Regions from separate parts of the Triticum aestivum genome. Here region 1 is linked to region 2. Evidence: chromatin contacts called from public Hi-C data. All regions are on one chromosome and are shown on one strand. Each heading gives the region's core, a stretch centred on a gene start, on an enhancer-like site or on the middle of the called end of the contact. The rest is flanking DNA. Distances are from core to core; before and after follow the strand shown. Region 1 has its middle 180 kb from the start of LOC123133616. Region 2 holds the start of LOC123133616 (protein root UVB sensitive 6).

Region 1 (4,970 bases), core at 2,201-4,700, 180 kb after region 2:
TCATAACTTTTTGTCATAGAAGTAGGAGCCCACCACATCTATGATGATACGTATTTCTGCCACAATTATCATCATGGAAGTGTCATATCCATGATAGAAAAAAGTTTTCGTTAGGGCCATAATGTCACGGTTGTGTCTTTTTTTTATATTGTGCCTCTTTGTCGAATTACCCTTGAGGGTTAAAATTCTTCTTGCTGCCCCCCTTAAATAGTACCAAGTAGGGGAAATGCACACCATAACAGTAGAGATCCATCTAGGGCAAACCTCAACTTCTTCATTATAGCTTTAAGGTAATTCCACTCCACTCAATCATACGCCTTCATCATATCAAGTTTCAGTGCATGGTGAGAGTTATTCTTACTTTTTTCATAAAATGCAAACACTTAGAAGCAGAGATGATATTATCTGTGATAAGCCTACTGGGAATGAAAGTAGGGGAAATGCACGCAAGATGAGCTTCAACCGGTTAGCGAACACTTGGTATACAATTTTGTATATCACATTGCATAGACTAATAGGTAGGAACTATGTAAAGTAACATTATTTTGGTACCTTAGGGATAATAATGACTAATGTTTTATTTAAGTCTTTTGGAGAATCCTCGCCTTGAAGCACTTGTAAAACAATGCTAGTAACATCCTCACCACAAATATCCCAATGTTTCTGGATGACCTGGGTTGTAAAGTCATTCGGACCTCAGGACTTCATGGAAACATTTAGAATGAAGCTTGCTTAATTTGATTTTCGGTGTAGGGAGCCAACAAAACATCATTCATGTTATTTGTTACTTTCACCGGCACATGACTTAATACATCTTCCATGTCAATAGTCCCCTTCAGAATCATCCAACTTATTGTAGGAGTATCCATTTCGACTAGCTCTTTAGGATTAGTACATTTTGATCCATCCTCTCTTTTCAGCTCAAGAACATTATTTTTCCTATGATGTGCGCTTGCTCTCTGATGGGAAATCAAGTGTTGCTATCTCATCACCTCCTCCCTATAATTCAATTCGACAATTTGATCTTGCACTTTAATCTCCTCATGAGAAGGACCGAACCCGTCTAGGAGCCAATCTCAAAATTTCCAGTTACTTCTTAAGCTCACTTAACTCATTCTAAACATGACCGAACATCCATTCCCCCCAAGCTTGTCCTGATCTGGCCACATTAGCAAGTTTTTCCTTCAAATCAGCTGCATTCAACCATGGTCTCACTTCCATAGATCGGAGATAATGGTTCCAAAATCTTTATGTGTTTGAACATGCTTTCATACCCATGACTCCTTCCATGCATCCTCAATCTTACTATCAATATGGTAGTTTGTACAATTCCTAACCTTCAAATCTAACTCCTGCTTCTGAAACACACCTATACCTCCACTTCGCCCATCACTACCTACTGCAAACCCTCCTTGAAAACCTAAAGTACATGTCGATCCTTCCACTTGTCCCCTTGAAATTTTCAGCTCCACAATACAAAACACCGACGAAGGAAAGCCCCGACCGAGCTTACGAACCGCCGCAGGGTTGCCAATACTGCAACAGTTCCAACATAAAATCGTCATTGATCTTAGTGGCCCTCCACATATGAGGCCACCTTATTTAGCATACCATACTCCTTTACTTCATAAACACTCCCCCTTGGTGATAAGAGAAATGATTTCTCACAATGAGAGAGCAACTCGCCTAACCTTTTGGATGTTTGGGTAGAAACCTCGAGCACTTCAAGGCCTGGTTGGTACGGTGTGACAGAATACTCTAGCTGACATCTAGGATCTTAGTCCCTGCGAAAGCCTTGAGATATCGTGTAAATGCACACACCCGACAACAAATGGGCCCACGCATATTCAGGTTTTTTTGCCGTTCTTTTTCTCACCGATTTTCACACTAGAACCTCCCCTCAACATATTTTTTCCCTTTTCCCGTGTTTCCTTTTATTAATTTTATAATGTTTTTTAGTTTTTTATTTTCCCTACATATCATTTTTAGAATTTTGTGTTTTTTAAAATTTGGCAATAGTTTTTATTTCACACTTTTTGTTTGAAATTCCAGTATATTTTTCAAATTTTAACCATTATTTGATTTCATGTCCATTTCCGATTTCCTAAAAATTTAGTGACATCGCGAGCATTTTTCTTAATTCATGAACAATTTTAAAACTTTGTGAGCAATTTATGACATACACAAACATTTTTAAAATTCAAAAACAATATATGCGCACATTTATGGAATTCTGAACACTTTTACAAAATTGTTAACTCTTTTTGAAATCACGGACGTTTATTGGAATAGGTAAAAAATTGTTCAAACTCGAAACATTTATAAAATTTGAGAAATATTTGTTGGATTTGTGACCATTATTTGATTTGATGAGCATTTTTCAAATCAGTGAAGATTGTTTCAAATTCGCGTACATTTTTGATACACGATCATTTTTTTAAATAGCAATTATTTCCGAATCTGTTAACAATTTTTAAAATATATGTACATTATTTACCTATCACAGATATTTATACAATGTTGCGAATATTTATACAATGTCGCAAACATTTATACAATTTTGCGAACATTTTTTTGTTTGCGAACTATTTGCAAATTCATGAACAATTTTACAAAGTTGTAAATATAGACATCTCTAAAACATCATATATTACACAAGTCTCTAAAACGTCCTATATTAGTTTACAAAGTGTAACATTTACGCAAGTTTGACTACATTTTTTTTTGAATTCTTCCACATATGATTTCACAAACAGTTTTCGGAAATCATGAATATTGTTTGAAACTTGTAAGTATTTTTTAATTCATCAAAAACTTTGGCGATTCACGAACATTTCTTGAATTCATGAGGATTTTTGGAAATACACAAATATTTCTGGAAAGCATTTTTTGAATTCATGAACACCTTTTCCATTTTAGAACATTTTTGTAATTCATGAAAAATTCTAAAACATTATGAACCTTTTTAATTCATGAACAAATATTGAATTTTAAATGGGAACATTTCTCAAAATTACGGAGTTTTCAAAAAATTCGTGAACATTTTTATGAATTCATGAAATTTTTTTATATTGGAAAATATTTGTTTGATTTAATGAACATTTAGATAATACTGACGCATTTCAGTAGAACTTGCCTAATACCTTTTACGAGGTAAATTTTGACCAATGATAAAATTATTAGTATATATCATTAGAAACTCCATTATTATACGAGTTCAATGGCATTCTTTGTGTTGCATGCATGTCATACATTATTATGCTAACCCATGGTCAAAGTAAAACTCAAAAACATATTAGGCCCTATATTATATTTTTGTATTTTTGCCGTTGAAACACCCGCCAAGAAAAACATCTCACCACTTGTGCACTATTTACTGGGCCAACCCACTTGCGCTCGCGCTAGGGTGCACGAACGCGTTTGCATCATAGCGAGGGGCGCCCCTATATCTCGCGTTCAGGGACAGGGAAAGAACCCTCGCTACAGGGGGCCCTAAGATTGGCCGACCCAGGAGCGCAAGAGGTTACATCCTTCTTTTTTATATTTTTATTTTTTTCCTTTAACACTCTACTAATAAGAATATTAATAAGTGTTGAACAAGTATTTAAAAAATGTTGACCAAGTATTTGAAAAATGCTAATCACGCATTCGAAAAAGTGTTGAACATGTATTAAGAAATAATGGGCAATTTTTATAACATATTTTGTGCAATTAAAAAAAACAAGTACATTTAAAAAAATGCTAAAGTCATATTTCAACATGCACGTTTTTATAACTTTTTTTTCAAATATACATGTATAACATATTGATTACATTTTATAAAATTTCGAGTTTAATTTTTTTATCATGTGCGAGAATTTGTTTAATAATTTGTATACATTTTTGAAAAAAATTTAAACTCGTACTTGATATGTATTTAAAATGTTAAACTCATATTTCAAAAATTGTTGATCATGCATTATAAAAATGTTAAACTCAAATTTGAAAAATATTAAACATGTATTTGAAAAATATTCTTGATGTATATGAAAAAATGAATGGAAACTAAAAAATAAAAATAAAACTAAAAATACTAATTGTATATGAAAAATGTTAATTAAATATTTGAAAGATGTTAATCAAGCATTTGAAAAATGTTAAACATGTGCATAGAAAAAATATTGACCATGTATTAATAAAATTAAACTTGTATTTCAAAAATGTTAGACGTGTATTTGAAAAATGTTCTGACATATACAAAAAATGTAGAATGAAAACTAAAGGGAAGAAAAAACAATGAAAACCGAAAAGGAAACCCAAGAAAAAAAGCAAAAAATAAAACCCGAAAAAACGAATGCAAGAAGAATGATAAAAATAAATAAAGAAACAAATAATAACAAAAAACATTGAAAAACAAGAAAAAAAACCAAAGAAAAAGAAGGAAATGAGTAAGAAATGAAAAACCAATAAAACTATGAAAAAACACAAAGAATAACCGAAAGAAGAACACAAAAAAGGACAAGAAATAAAAAACCAAACCAAAAACAAAAGAAAACGAGAAAAAGGAAAAAAAGAAAAAAAAACCAATAAAACTGAGACACGAGGAAAACCGTGGAAATCTGGCTCGTTTTATCTTAGATCGTGCCCTAGTACTATGTCAGAAACACGTGGGATCGAATCTCGTGCTATCCCCCTTTTTATTCACTTAGTACTATTTTAGTGTCCGCGAGCGGGGCCGGCCCAGTTGCCTGCATGAGTCGTTATTTCCTTCGACAAGAGCAGATTCCATCTAGCTTAATCCTTCGATAAGCACGAAGGGAAATTAAACAATGTATGAGTTGAAGAGTTACTCTTATTAGAAGGTGGGCATGGGTAGCTAATCCGCTCTTCCTCCTTTTGTTCTTCGCTCTCCTCATCATCTTTTCATTCAATGAGCTCACCGTTTCATCTATTTCTTCTTCCATAGTTTCCTGCAAAATATTAGTCTCTTC
Region 2 (5,347 bases), core at 1,873-4,372:
CGATGTACCTCTCATCCTGTAATCGTATGCATGTCAGAACCTCGCATGCTAATCTTTGATAGAACTACAATATATTCCAGAGGACAACACTCGATGGAGTGAACAAGACAGTACCTCGAACAAAGGCCTTGTAGCAACAAATGAAGCAGGTTCCTGAAATGCCTCTCCAAATCTTGATCCTATGAATTAAAATTGGTCATCAAAAGGTTCTACAGTCAAAATTCATCAACAAATAAATATGATCATAGTTGCAAACCTATGGCCACAGGTTGATGCCTCCAAGGCGGATTAAATATTGTCTCCTCTAAGTTACCTTCCTTCAATGAAGGAACATGCCCTGCATCGAGAAAATCAGAGACACAAATTTAAGACTGGATACTCCTAACTTTCATGGATTTTAAAACTAACTCCAAACTATATTATTCAAGAAGTTTTACATTAAAGTTTCTACCGGTAGAACTCAAGCAGTTTGTGTATTAATGAAATGTCTTCAAATATATTTGGCATTTCTCAAATACACTGTATCCAAAACATGCTGATACCTAATAACCCAAACATGCTATTACGAAACAATCATTTTACGTGATGCGTGCACTATATTTGAGGGAAACTGCCATATGTCCTTCTTTCTTCGACAAATCATGAGAAGATCTGACCAGGAGGAAAGGTTTCTAACAAACAATGCTCACGTACCAGTCTTTATGAAGGAATCCACTGCCACAGTGAATCTTGCCGTATTTAGCGTGTTCAGCACAACAGATCTCACCTGGTAACAGAAATAATATTTGTCTGGTTAGGGGATTAGTTTATCATAGATAATTGACTATAATAGCAGCAAACAAAAATCAGAAGCAAACCTCCTGATATGAACTAAGCAGATATCCACAAGACAAGACTGCAAATGAAGCCACCAATGATGGATTCCTCTTGGACATTAGAATGCTCATACCAGTGCCCAACTTCATAAAAGAGGCAATAAATAAATGTTAGATAGGTAATATATGCACATTTGCATTTTAGATCAATAATATTCGCAATAATGCAGAAGCCCACAATAAAAAACAGGAGCACTAATATAAATGGTTACCAGATCAGCGATGTTCCCAACACTTTCTCCTTTAGCAGTAACATCTCCAATATTTTCTCCTTTGGCATATGCCTTGTAAATCGGTGTGCGGGTTGAGGTCGATGTAACAGCAGCAACATTCTGAATAGAAAAAATATTTTTTGTAAGCCCTTTTGCAAGTAATGAAATAATATGTCATATTGATGCCATAACATGTGACAGTAAGGCATGAGATCAAACCTTGACAACGTTTGCCATGCAAGCCAGCGGTAGGAAAAGTTGAGGGAACGCAGCAGTAGCTAACTCTATCCCAGCTCCTAGTTCCATCATGAGATCCCCAGAAAAGCGGAGCTGTAGTGGATTTTTATTTGAGTGAGTCTACTGAAACCGAAATAAATAAATTCAAGAGCGCTGCAAACCACTGGTTTCAAATATTACACCTGCTTTAGGTCATAATCGAATTTCTTCCCTTGACGCGCAAAAAGCATTTTTCCGACACGCCCAGCACCATCCTGTAGTAACGGAAAACAATATAACTGTTAGACAATAACCAAATAACTAACAGTCAAGGATGAACACACCACTGATTGGAAGAAACACTTTACCTTGAGTATCCAGTTAATAGCCACAGCACCAGACGTAGCCCTGCTTTGTGAGACTCCTACGGAGTTTAACAAGGCTCTTGTTGTAAATACACTCATTGCGCCGCCAAAGAAATGCTGAAAGGTCAAAAGCAGGATTAAACAAGATATATTCAAATCTAGTAAATGATGCAACTGCACATAAATCTGATCAATATACCTTTAGTGCCCTCCATGTCATGTATGGAACATATGAAGGAGTCACGCTGTCTGGAAAACCTTCAGGCACAACATATGACCTTATGAAGGACATAATTTCCTGCAATAGCACAGTTACATAGCATCATTATTGTAGTTCATCAAGCTCCTATGATCAATCAACAAGACATTAAAAAACCATGATGTGCCTAGCAACAGTAACTAAAAAATCTCAAGGAGTTTTCGCACCATTTAGCAAGCACTCTAGTTTCCAAGAGACATCGACATCACTTTGTCTGTATACTGCAACTTTGCTCCTGAGCAAAGGCCCTAGACTAGATAGCCTCAAATCAAATGTACGGTGACACAAAACAACAACACTAGCATTTCCATGGAAGCAGAAGTTAACCAAATGGAGATAGAAGTGATCACTACATGATGAAACTTAAAATTATACATTATAGATCAATTAGGGTGAAACACAAATGAACAATTAGTGAACCAGTCTTAACATTTCTAATTCAACTAATTGAATCAGCAGCCAGCAAGAGACAAAAAACAACCAACGACGAGACTACTACTCTGTTATTCCTCGAGCAAACACATACAGCCTACAATTCTGGATCCGCACCCGCAAAATTGAAAAATATCCCCACAACAACCCACGTACATGTACAATTAACAACGCCTTACCCTAAAAAACAATCACGCCCTAACACATCCTAAACAGAACTCGCATCGCACCAAATCCAGCAATCCCGCTAAATTAGGATCTAGGCATGTGGCGCACGCGTGGGCATAGCAATCGCCAATCAAATAGCACCGGTGGTAGAAATTACCTCGGCGGGCGGCAGCGGAGACTGGAGCGGCACGGCCCTGAAGGTGGCCCCCACCGGCGCGGCGGAGCCGCCCCTGGCCCTGGCGCTGACCCTCCCCGTCTTCCCGGCGGAGGACGCGGCGCCCTCGACGACGTAGCTCCACCGCCTGCCTTCCACCTCCTCGAAGCACAGGACCCCGTCCACGGCGGCCGCGGGCGCGGGCGCCGACATCGCCGGCGCCCTCGGGGGCAGCTCGGCGTCCCTGACGGCGCCGCGCACCGCGTCCCTCACGGCGACCCCCTGCGGGGGCAGCGTGATGGTCTGCGTGGCCGTCGCCGCCGCCGCCGCCGGCCGCTTGAGCCCCATCGCCGGAGCCATCGCGGTGGTGCGGGGTGGGTGGCTAGGGGGTGAGATTTAGATGGGTTTGCGAGTGGTGAGCGATACAGCGAGGCAGTTTCGCCGAGGAGAGAGAGGAACGACTTTATACCCCCGAGGCCGGGGAAAATACAGGGGAGACTCCGCAGCCCGGCACGCCCACGGACGCTACGTCGCAGCGCGGTCTGCCGTGCCGCTGAGATGTGGGGCCGGGCGTGTCCTGCGCCCACACTGTCATTGGGTAGGAGGAAACCGGGTGGCGCGCGGATGGGTGGTCGGCTGCTGGTGCCAGCTTGCGCGGGCTGCTACGCGTACCGCTGTGATGCCCCGTCAAGGCGGCACTGCGGGACCGGATGGTGTGTGGGGCCCTTGTTTCAGTGGCTAACGGATGCTTGTGGGCACGAGGGGTGGGCAGTTGGCTGGTGCACCGTTGGAATAGAGAGAGGGAGGGAGGGAGGAAATGGTGGGGCTTATATTTTTGGCTTGTGATATTTGTGCTTCGTTTCGATTGTTTTTCGTGGCGTAAGGGCGATATGGTTTGTGAGACGCTGCACTCAGCAATGGGACACACCATGTGTGGTTGTTTCGGAGAGACAGAACATGTGCGTCGTTTGGAATTTGTCTTGCTCTTCGGGATTTTTTTCATAAATGGAGTGTTACTAAAGCATCAAGATGACCAATAAAGCATGGGAACTCGGTGTGCGTCGACCGCCTCTTGCGACCGTCCGAACAGCAATACAATATCACTCACGTGCGCTTTTATAACATGGCTTGTGTCGCAAGACTGTCTAGCGCGAGACAGGTTGTGTTACGTATCGGCCAGGTCGAGGGGCGGTCGAGGAGTGTTTGTAACGTGAGCGCAACATTGGTCAACTGCAAACCCCAAGCGTGGCATGGGTCATGTTGCAAACCCCCGAGCGCAACATGCGTCATGTTGCAAATGGTGGGTCACAGCTAAACTGATGCAAGCAACTCTCTCGGGCAGGATCCAATGGCTCTAGAGACGGCTGATCTGATCCTGCTTAATACAACATCTGCTCTCTGTAGCAACGCGGTTTTTGTGGAAACATTGAGGATGAGATGATAGAAACGGACAAGGCATGAAGGTCGATTTGTGAGGTGGCGACATTAGCTATTCGTCATGCACCTCTTTGAAAAAAGAAAGTTTGCATGTTCCACAGTCTTCAACTTCAACATCTTGTTTCCTATACCTCCAAAAAAACATCTTGTTTCCTAAACACCTCCCCGATATAAAGATAGCTCCTCCCAAATAACGCTTCAGCAAGGGTACGACACGCATACCCTTGAAGGATTTGCCTCCCAAGTTGCAAGTTGCCACATCCGACCACTGAAAGGACAAATCAAGGATTTGCTCCGGAAAGGAAATTCAAAGAACTCCAGGCATTGTTTTCAAGGAGATAATGCACATATACCGTCATTACTAGGTCCAATCAATATATGTCAGCCTCGGGTTTTCATCCAAAGCTCGAGAACCAATAATCGAAGAGCACTATCGAACAGAAGCCTCCGAAGTTGATATCGTACCATAGCAAAACAGGGTCATGGTAGGCACCCAACACACTCAACAAAACATAGGCATTATCCCTTGTTGGTCACTTTGCCACCAAATAGGGCCAGCTGACAAGAAAGTCACGCTCGCAAGATCTGTGGGACACGTTTGAAGGTGTCTGATATTAAACTCTTTGTGATACGAATCTCAAAGAATGTCGTGGGGTCTAGATAACAGGAGGATACAACGTCGTCGATGCAAAGTGATTAATACACAACATATCATGAGATTCTACATCGTTGATGCAAACTGGTTAGTACAAACATAACATGACAATCCAAGATTGGAGAGCATCCAGTCGCGTTTGGTGTCAAGCCCTTGGTAGATAATGAGGACACCCTTTTGCTAAGGGTGAGCCGGCCCGCCATCTCCTGCATGTTGGGGAACATTGCATGGGAAACAAAAAAAATTCTATGCACACGCAAAATCTATCCATGCGGATGCATAGCTACGAGAGGAGAGAGTGTGTCTACATACCCTCGTAGACCGTTAAGCAGAAGCATTCATCAACGTGGTCGATGTAGTTGAACACCTTCGCGATCCAACCGATCAAGTACCGAACGTAGGTCACCTCCACGTTCAACACACGTTCAGCTCAATGACGTCCTCGCCTTCTTGATCCAGCAAGATGGGCGAAGTAGTAGATGAGTTCCGATAGCACGACGGCGTGGTGACGGTGGTGGTGAACTTGTTCCCGCAGGGCTTCGCCGTGCACTGCGGAAAAACTGGACGGAGGATG

Evidence for each region. Hi-C and Micro-C count contacts between places; a contact is called where the count stands out from the background.
Region 1: a Hi-C map of leaf shows a contact between it and region 2, with 7 times the contacts expected there. The contact joins the enhancer-like site here to the promoter of LOC123133616 in region 2. A contact is called at or near these places in 4 of 5 Hi-C or Micro-C datasets (leaf and an unstated tissue).

Annotation. Positions count from the first base shown.
Region 1 is chr1B:485,095,476-485,100,445 of IWGSC CS RefSeq v2.1, forward strand. No RefSeq gene overlaps it. Among protein-coding and RNA genes, the nearest start is that of LOC123133616, 180 kb to the left of the region's middle. Within about 2 kb of position 3,451, at least 1 of the 8 cell types and tissues checked has an H3K27ac peak or open chromatin away from gene starts, as enhancers often do.
Region 2 is chr1B:484,911,890-484,917,236 of IWGSC CS RefSeq v2.1, forward strand. It overlaps LOC123133616 (protein root UVB sensitive 6), which reads right to left and starts at 3,123. Exons shown (of 13, transcript XM_044553074.1): 1 at 2,685-3,123; 2 at 1,868-1,966; 3 at 1,672-1,785; 4 at 1,507-1,578; 5 at 1,307-1,417; 6 at 1,088-1,207; 7 at 858-959; 8 at 694-766; 9 at 257-337; 10 at 115-179; 11 at 1-16. The coding sequence starts at 3,041.